Regions from separate parts of the Gasterosteus aculeatus genome. Here region 2 is linked to region 1. Evidence: chromatin contacts called from public Hi-C data. All regions are on one chromosome and are shown on one strand. Each heading gives the region's core, a stretch centred on a gene start, on an enhancer-like site or on the middle of the called end of the contact. The rest is flanking DNA. Distances are from core to core; before and after follow the strand shown.

Region 1 (5,342 bases), core at 1,022-3,521:
GACATACTAACACACACGCGCGCACACACACACGCTTCCCAAGCGGGTCCGTACGATGCTCCGACGCACACGTTCTTCCCCTTTCTCTGTCTATTTCCCACTTTTTCTCACTGACACACACACATTGTCTAACACAGCCTGATGTTGCTGCAACATAATCTCTATAAATAGAAGCAGAAATCCAGTGTACGCCTTCGCAAAAAACAAATATAAGTCACTGTAAAAAAAAAAATCCCTTTACAGGCATACGCTTCAGGCAAAACAAGCTGACAGCACAACAAGCAACCGTGAAAATTTACCAACAACACAAACAGATGATAAAATAAACAATGTTTTTTTTCTTCCCTCTTGTACTAAAAAACAACCACAAAAAAAACACACCATAACATACTTCATTGTTGCCTGGTGTCTATGTTGAAAAACCCCAGCGCTGCTTGAGCAGAGAGAGCAGAGCGAGGGGAGAACAGAGTGAGAGAGAGAGGGAGAGAGCGGCAGAGAGGCGAGACGGGGGAGAAACACAACTTACCTGCTGTTGTTGCAGATGCAGCAGCTCGACTGTGCTTACTTCGCTGCTCGTGTCACCAGCGCTTGATCTCCCATCTCTACTGCCAGCCTCTAATTGGCTGCTGCTTAGGGTGCTCATTCCATTTTGACTCATTGAACTGTTGCTTATTGTCTCTGTGGCCGACTCCTGCATCATCATGATTTAAAACCTAGAAGTGATTAAGAGGCACCGGTTAGGGCTCTTCTACTCACAATTCCCCCCTTTTTTCCCTCCTTTTCTTTTTTTTTTTTACGCTTCCATTATCAAGCCCTCAGTCCCCCACTGCAAATTAAAGCATTTAAAGAAGAAGGAGGGGGGAAAGGAGAAGGGGTGGGGGGGGATGCAGGAGGAGCAATTATGCATTCATTGTGTAAATGAAGCAATACAAAGAGATGCACATCCTGGTGCTATTTAAAATGGGAGGGGTAGTGTGGCAAATTTTTTATCCATACAATTTGCATGTGGTTCTAAAAAAAAAAAAGTTATATTCTTTTTATTTAAAACAAAATTACATTTGCGCGAAATTAAGGTAAAAATTTGCCTGTGCCATTATGTGATTAAAAAATGAGCATTTGCTCAGTTCTTAATGTCTCCCTCACACTTTAGGACAGCCAGGCTACACAGACAGGACAAACAGGAGCACGGGCACAAAATATCTGACGTCTTGAGGCTGTCTGACTTTCAGTGTGTCACGTCTGAATGAAGTGGCCTAATGACGCAAAGCTAATCATGCAAAATTAAAATTTGGCGGCGGGGAGGAGGGCTGATGATGAACACTATAATGGGTTTGTCATCTGTGCTGTGGTTAAATGAAATCACAGGCTTCCATAGAGGCAGGGTGCTCATACGCCATTCATCGGATCGATTTCTTTATTTGCTCTTCCTGAATGAAGCCTTATATATTCATTTATTTTTTTATATATAAAAAAATAAGACAATTGAACCAAGCTGCAGTCAATGTTTGTTGTGCGGGATTTAAAATGCAAGTCAACACATTTTTAAATAAATATAACTTATTGAATGCATTTTTTTTTGCATTTAATAGATATGTAAAACTGGTTAAAGAAGGATAAAAAAAACAGTGGGAAGGAAAGGAAAAAATCTATCACGAATATCACTAATGATTGTGCTAAAAACAGCATAAATTATGCATATTACCTTCCCTCTCTCCAGTAATAAATGTTTTATCATTTTCTCCTGCATTTAATGTTCGGCACCTTTAGTGGGGTATAAAGGAGCCCCAACATCAGTACACTATCTCCCAATAAAAAAGTGACCCCAAGACCCAACAAAATGCAACAACATGGATCTATCTTGAAAAAATATTCTTATTATTAGTGATTTTTGAGACAATTCAATTTTTTAAAGAAAATAAACTTTGACTACCTTCTGAGCGAAGTTTTGTGCCAATCCACCTCCGTGCAACAAAAGAGGGGCGAACGGTGGAGCTGACTGTGAGTGTGTGTGCGTGTGTGTGTGTGCGCATTTTTGCCCAGCCCACAAGGGTACCATGTGTATTCCTTGGCCGGTAAATACCGTTTTAATAGAAGTGTGTACACGTCTTTACCCGTGTGTGTGTGTGTGTGTGTGTGTTTGATGAGGGGCAGATACAGGACAGGCCTTAAAGGATGTCCACAGCCAGGATAAACAGGATCCAGGCAGCGAGAACAAACAGGACTGAGCTGTTACACAGAGCAGGGCGACAGCTGCCCGGGACACAAGTAAATAGGGAAGAGGCCAGGACGAGGCGTGCTTGTGAACAAACAGGCCGCTGTTTAACACCACAAGCGCTCACTACGGATGGAGAGACGTGCAGAAGAAACAGAAGACGGAGAGATGGAAAGAGAGAGAGAGAGAGAGAGAGAGGAGCAGAGAGGGTGTCAGAAGGGGGGGGGTGGGGGGGGGGTGGCGTGACGGAGAGAGACAGATGAAAAGAATGAGAGTGAAAGAGAGAGCAAAGGAGTGGGAGGGAGGGTGGGAGGGAGGAAGGTGGTGGTGGTGCAGGGGGAAGACTGGCACAATGTGACAACCAATCCGGTGATGAATCTCAGCATAAGAAACTCAAGGCTGCAGCCGAGATCAGCCGGCTAATAAGTATTCAAATTAGGCATAAATTTTACATGCACAATGTTTAAAATATTCAGAGAAAGACTGTCTGATTGCCTTTACTACAATTTTATGAACATTCTAATGGAGTTTGGATCTCTTTTTTTTTTTCTCGCGCTTTCTTTCCTAGAACGGCGATGGATGTGCAGAAAACGTGAAGATATATGAGATAAGGAATTAAGGATTTTTAATAACATCTGAATGCAATGCAAACCGCTATGGAAATCCAAGAAAAATTGGGAATTAAATGTGCTTTTAATGCACTTGCACGTGATGACTGACGTTTAGAACTTCATTCGGATAAAAATAAGAAATTAGACATCACGGCTTGAGTTAAAAAATAAAAAAAACAAAAGCCAATGACATCATTTGAATTTAATACACAAAGAATAAAAGACCCATTCTAATCTCATAATCCATAATCTGATACGTTCTCACCCTCCTCTGAAAAAAAATCGGCACAATGTGTCCAACACCAACGTAATGATAATGCAGATATATGCAAAGTATATTCGCAGAGATCAGATGGTGCTTTAACCTTAATGACAGCGGTGAGATAAATTAATTAGCCATCTAAAGGCGGCATTCAAATCTGCCAATTAGAATGTCAATTAGAAACACAGCCGAGCAGCAATGATGAGCCGGCGACCGAGCTGACGATGTGACTGTGGGGGTGATGGAACTGTCACACACAGTCACACACACACACACACACAATGCTGGAGAGAGAGACAGATAGTGACAATACTCGGCACCTGAGGGTGTGACTGCAGGCACGTGTGTGCCTACATTTGTGTGTGTGTGTGTGTGTGGGCCTACCACGGCTTCCGCCGCGGCCTGTGCCCCCTCCCTGAGGGATACCAGCCCTGACCTCAGCTCAGCCTGTCCCAGACCAACTGGGTCGGAAAGGAGCCACGGATGCCGATATTGTAGCTGGGGGTTCCGTGGCTCTGCTGGCTGCGTGAGCGCGGCTGCCGGCTTGCCCCCCCGCGCGCGTGCGTTTGACGTCCCGTAAATTGCCGGTGTCCTGCGTTTCAGCACACCCACTATTTGATGCCATTTCCTCAAGCCATAATCTTGCAATGAGGGAGAACCCAGACCACTTATTATCGTGGTAGGAGAAAGACAGGAAGGCTGTTATTGGCGTGGTAATGTGCTGGGGGGGGGGGGGGGGGTTCTGAGGATGTATGGCATTGGGGGAGAAGATGATAGTGATAGTAAGTGTTTAGGTTGTGGGGGCGGCGTGAGGTTTAGCGAGAAACAGAAGCGGTAACTTGTCGGAACTTCTCTAGATCTAACCGTCGTGAGCGAGTTTCCGAGGTGGAGGCTCATGAGAAGACATTCCTGATGAAGGAACGATAGACACAGCCAGGCACTTTTATTGGCAAAGCTCCAGACCAACATCAGCTTTTGTCTCATTCCGTGTGCAACCACAGCCTTGCTCGCTACTCCTCTTTCAGCTCGAGCAAATATTTACCCTCGAAATCTCGCACTTCACAAATTTGTCTCTTCCATCAGGTACGGAACCGGAAGAAACTGCCCATGTGGCTCGGGGATCGGGCTTTTTTTTTTTCTCCTCCTCTATCCTCCGAGGAGTGACACAGCAACGGTGTAAGGAGAATTGAGCCTTCCGTTTACCTCAAACACATCTCTTTCTCTTTTTTTTTTTCGCACATACACACCGATCGCACATCACACACGCACAACAAAGCTATTATTAAAGGGAAAAGAAGCAGCCCTCCATCTTTGTTTGCGAGCTCTAAAAGCCCTTAATGTGGCCTCATTACCTGGCCTGTCTGCCGCTCTATCATGTGCAGTAAACACACACTATGACACTGGCCATCCATCTCGTGGGAATACACAGCTGTCCGCTGTGCTCCAACACTGTCGGAGGAACATGAGGGAATTTATTTTTACCCGCACACCCGTTAGGTTGAGAACACACAGCGGGCTTTGACGCTGGTTTTCGTTAAGAGTCTCTGGCCTATCCGTTTACAGCGCGAGGATGTTCTCCGCTGCGTCTCTCTATCTAGAACACTGATCCATCCCCTCATTCCATATGCATGAGTTGCAAAATAATAGATTGCGAGGAAAAGGGGGAAAGAGTGACCTGTGAATCTGTGATCCCAGACGTCCGTTCATTATCAGTTTGCATTTCAGGTGGCCGGCTGGAATTCTTTTGGTTCATGAGATCAAAATAATAAAAAAAATAATAATAATAATAGAAATTACATTTCACAGTCTGCTGACTCCTCACAGCTCTCTGATCAAGTTGAGATATGGTCACCGTTTTAAATAATCACAGATTCCGTGCTTGAGTGAAATTAATTCATCATTGCCATAAGTTACTATGCATATAAAATAAAGAGGTAACTGGGCAAGGGCAAGGGCTCACATATCCAATACTTCAGATTGCTTAATAAATCAAAATGCCACATATGTGCTGACTAAAAGAAAATGGTGCTTAAAACCACTGAATTTCAAAATGATGAACGTAATATTGGAGTACATCTACAATGGAGAGAAAAGAAGTTTGAAATAACTTCATAAAGAACTGATGTCTGCCTTGAAGTAACCGTTGATTATGATCATATGTTTGTTTGTTCTTGGTTGTGTACTGTGATGTTTCTGGTTATCACGGCAAAGGGAGACCACATGCAGTTTATTACAGCCTTCAGTTTCAAACAGTTTA
Region 2 (4,662 bases), core at 1,414-3,913, 50 kb before region 1:
CCAGCATGGCCTGGGGCGATGGTTTGCGGTTAAGCAGATAGCATTAACCTTCAGAGGTTGTGGGGAAGGAGCGGTTTGTCTAATTGTTGGATTGACTCCGTTGCGGGGAGGAGTCCTCTCCTGAGAAAGGCCTTCAAGGTGATGTGCTATTTAGTTTAGTGGTACAAGCCACTCCATTATTTAAACAACGTCTCGGAAAAGCCAGTCATGGAAAACACATTTCTTCCATTTTGAGGCTGTGTAAAGGCAGTCGGTGATGGAGGGAGAGGGAGGGACGGATGAATGCATCTCGTCCTCCATGGCCACTCGCGTCAGCGTCAAAGCGGCGTGGCCAGAGAGAAGAGAGAGCGAGCAATGAAGACGGCGAGAGAGTACACGCAGTCCGGTTACTAAAAGTTAAATGACCTGGGGGAGCGGTAACACTGGCATTCTGTCCAGAGCTGTGCAGATTTGCTCCACTTAACACCCCATTTTCAGAGAGGGGTAAACACGTCTAAATAGATTAACGTATGGATGTCCGGGAGGGCTTACCAAACTCTGAGAGAGGAGTGCACCCTTTGTCCATTACAGGAGTGGTTACACACTATGCAACATGAGCTTTGATGGACAGCGGATGAGAATCATTAAAGTGCGATATCTGTTTGTTTCGCGTGTGCCTTGTGAGCGCACGTCTGTTTCCCCGAAAACATCCTGAAACATTCCTGAAACTCACATTACTCATATTATTTTTCTTTTTCTAAACACTCTTTCTCTCTCAGCTCCATTAAAGCAGAGATGGGAAAAGGAGGGATTTTTAAAGTAATTACAGTTACTCAATATTAATGGGAACTGTCTCACGTAAAATATAGCAGCTAAAACCCTGCAAAGCACACTGTGGTGTAATTAAAGATGAATGTGTAATGGGGTCTATTTATAGAATTAGAACCAACTGTTATCCAAAACGTCCGGCTCACCTCAGCTATTAGCACAAAACAATTCAAATAAAACCAAAACAGAGACAAAGAGAGAAGTTTGATACGACACATATTGCAAATTGAACCTTGCCCTCGGGTCATGGCAAACTGAAGAACATACTGATACCACGGGTTAAATATCAAGCAATTAAACCAACAGAGGGCAGAAGGACAGCGAGTGGAGGACTGAAGGTGGCTGGTTGAACACGTGCTTGCATTCTCAAATAGGTACACGTAAAAAAAACTGTAGGATGTGAGGGGGGGGGGGGGTCTGTGTGTGACACAATTATCTCAGGAAGGGATTCTGGGTCAGAGGATAATGAGTTCACTTCGTTGGTTCACATTCTTATTTTCACTTGACTACCTAAGAAAAAAAGAATGAAATGAACACCGAAACAGAGTTTACAACAGTAGAGTGTGTTCCCACGAATGTACATACAGAACATGTTATCATCACATACGTTGCTTGGAGTAATCTGTTGGTACTCACATGTGTACTGGTGGGGAGTACCCGGGGCTGCCGTGTCCGTTGGTGTCCAGGTGGTCGAGTGAGCCGTTGTAACCGTCGTGGGCAGAGTGCATCAGGGTGGGGGGGCTGCCGCTTAGCGTGCACGGGGGGCTGCAGCCCAGCAGGCCATGCGGGCTCCCGCCCAACATTCCGGTTGGGCTCCCGCCCAACAGTCCGGGCGGACTCAAGCCCGTCAGGATGGACGGATCTCCGCCCAGGAGGCCGTGGCAGCTGCCTCCCATCGGGCCCGTGGAGCCGCTGTTCATGAGGCCGGGGGTCCCCAGCAAGGGCAGGGAGGTCTCAGCCAGGGCCGCCTGCAGGAGGGAGGGAGGGAGGGGAGGGAGGGAGGGAAACGGAATATTGAGGATTAGAGTGTAAATGAAGGTTGGTGGAATATGCAGGAAAGGTATTAGGGGAGAGGCATGTCAAAAGGGGTGTAATAGTTTAAACGTGTAAATGTTGGGAGGCAGGCATGGCGTGTGGAGGGAGAGGGTGGGGGGGGGGGGGATGCATGACATACGGCAGGTGAGAGAACGGTAAGATTTCCTTCAGTAATTATTAAAACACACTCGTCGCAATGTTTTTTTTCCACTCTGTGGCTGCCTATTATCCACCTTGTGACACCTTGCTGACAACCACCTCCCCCCCCAGCTGCCATTCATCTGCCCTTCTGTGGAGTGGCTATTAAAAAAAGTCCCTCAAAACTTTACCTCAAAATAATAAAAACTCCCGACACTTTTGCCTGCTGTGCATTAAAGTTGTATACAGGGATTCAAGTTTTTGCTATAAGCACCTCACCGGCGTACACTATGAAGCCAAATCATTTATGACAGTTTAGATAAATATTAATGCACATGCCCTTGCATTTGCACATGCCACTACCAATCTCTGGTGGCTGCCACAGCGAAGAGAAAGGGAAAGAAAGTGGAGGGGAGTTGCTTCCGGATTTGACCACAGGGTGGCCTTCTGAGTTTGACGGTGTTCAGGATAGAGAGGGAGACAGAAGGAGAAGGGATACAGGAAAAACACAAGCAGAGAATAAGGAGTATAAGGACAACAAAAGCAAAAAAGGCAACCACGTTTGTGAATGTGGAGACAAGCCGCGCTCATTCAGACAGAAATTTGGTCAGCCGGTGTTCAGTCAAACAAACGGGTGGCTGGTGAGTCAGAGCTTCTCTGAGGCTTTTGCTTCATACCTGTAAGCTGGCGTTTAGTGCAGTTCCGTAGCCAAGACTGGAGGGCAGGTTCTTGACAAGTGACGGGCTTCTGGATAAACATTCAAACAGAAAAGAAATGAGTACAACCTGGAACTTGCCTTGTTCCCAATAATGTCATCAGTTTAAACAGAAAATATATTAAATAGTAGTCAAAAAAGCTGCATGGATGGAAGACTAAACAGTCCACATAATTAAAAGGTAAGAAATAACTGGATAGAAAAGGAGACGGAGAGGAGGACCCTAACCCATCAGGCCCTCTGATCCTCCACATGTCGTTGACCTTCAGATCTGGATCTAAGGAGAGGTGACAGCATTCGTACCCTGTGATCTTCTGCGACCTGCGTTTCTGGTACTCCATCTCGTCTACCGTCCACACCGCCCCCTTCACGTTCTCCACACGCACAAAGCACTTGTGCAGACTGAGGTTGTGGCGAACGGCGTTCTGCAGAGAGACATGACACACGGGTCAGAGGGATGAAGTAAAACGAATCACATTCGTTCATTAACCGTCAAGGAAAGAAGAAGGCTTGGAAATAGATTTTTTCTTTTTTTTTTTTGCTTGCATTTGGAAGAAATTCTTAACATTCACGCACCATTGATTTAATTAGTAAAAATTGAGTGAGAGCGAATGCTCTTACAAGTCCTGCACACAGTACATATCAATCAGAGTAAGTAGGCTAAAAGGAGGTAATCAGCATAGCGAATGGCTTATGGTGGTGACAGAAGTGGTAATGCCGGCCTTGATAATGGTGATGTCAGTAACCCTTTCTGCTCCAGAAAAGCATTTCTCTTAATGGACACATCGCTTTAAAGATGACAGAATTGCAAGAAAAAAGACAGTCATCAGGAGGCCCTTGTGTCAGTGTGTGTGTACTGGGGAGTGTGTGTGTGCCTGAAAGAATAGGGAGGATTAAGATGAAGTGTATCTGACATCTATATGTCCAAATATTCTCCATAATGGGTCACATTGGCCGTTGAATAAATGCCTAAATGACACGTCACCTTTCAAACTTCTGAAAAGCTGTGTTTGAATTAAAATGTACGTACAATCATACAATAAACCAGTGGGGTGTTTTTATAATTACAAAATAAAGAAAGCGTATTGAAAAAAGCGCTCCTATATTAATATGACCATACGACCATAATTAAAACATGCATCAGACTCTACAAATAATAACCTTGGCTTTAATATATCTGCCACCCATATTTATCATCTCCCTTATGTCGGTGTGTACTGCTCTTTCTAAAAGAAAAAAGGACAAAAAAAAAAGAAGAAAAAGCTCATAAGCAGATTTCGCATCTGACCTGAAAATCCCAGGATTTGATTGATCTTAATGCCCATGGCTGTGAAAATGATAATTTTAATATTAATGAGCAAATGAGCAGTTTTATTATGCATGCTATATAGTTAGAACTAATAAGCTTCTGGGTGAGAGAAAAACAGAGAGAAAGGGGGGACGAGGGGGGTCTTTTTTTGAGCTGTTCAGACCAAGCTGAGATATTAAACTTCCTTTCTTTTCTTCTTCCCTCTTTAAAAACAAAAAACAAAATCTCACCCGTTAATCAAACGACAAGCCAAACGCTGATCACCGCCCTAATGCTTACAAAGGGAATAGTGGAGATGTGGATGTAAATAGATCATTGTGAGAGCCAGGAGACCAGATATTTCTAATGTCATTGTGATAGCATTGGTATTTTATCACGGGAAAGCAAAATGCACAAAAAAACCCCACATTTGAAATGGTACATTTGTGCAGCAAACATTAGCCGCAAAAACCTCAGAAAACAAATCGTGTCACAACATTACCGCTAAGCAAAACACTGTACCTAACAAACTGGAAAAGGGCACCGATCTTCTTGCATGCCCTCCTGAATTGGTGATCACACGCCCATGTGCTCATTTGCATCCCAAATCCAAATTAATTCACTTTGCTTAAATCTAGCACCGCGCCAGGTCTTGCATACTGATGAGCCGCTGGCCGGG

Evidence for each region. A called contact is a pair of places that touch in the nucleus more often than the background predicts.
Region 2: a Hi-C map of skeletal muscle shows a contact between it and region 1, with 4 times the contacts expected there. The contact joins two enhancer-like sites. A contact is called at or near these places in 2 of 6 Hi-C or Micro-C datasets (skeletal muscle and whole body).

The regions. Positions count from the first base shown.
Region 1 is chr4:28,463,215-28,468,556 of fGasAcu3.hap1.1, reverse strand. All of the region lies in intron 3 of foxp2 (forkhead box P2), which reads right to left. Among protein-coding and RNA genes, the nearest start is that of foxp2, 39 kb to the right of the region's middle. Within about 2 kb of position 2,271, at least 3 of the 9 cell types and tissues checked have open chromatin away from gene starts, as enhancers often do.
Region 2 is chr4:28,514,447-28,519,108 of fGasAcu3.hap1.1, reverse strand. foxp2 (forkhead box P2) reads right to left here. Exons shown (of 18, transcript XM_078101794.1): 15 at 2,999-3,120; 16 at 2,658-2,727; 17 at 1,444-1,775. Among protein-coding and RNA genes, the nearest start is that of mdfic, 28 kb to the left of the region's middle. Within about 2 kb of position 2,663, at least 3 of the 9 cell types and tissues checked have open chromatin away from gene starts, as enhancers often do.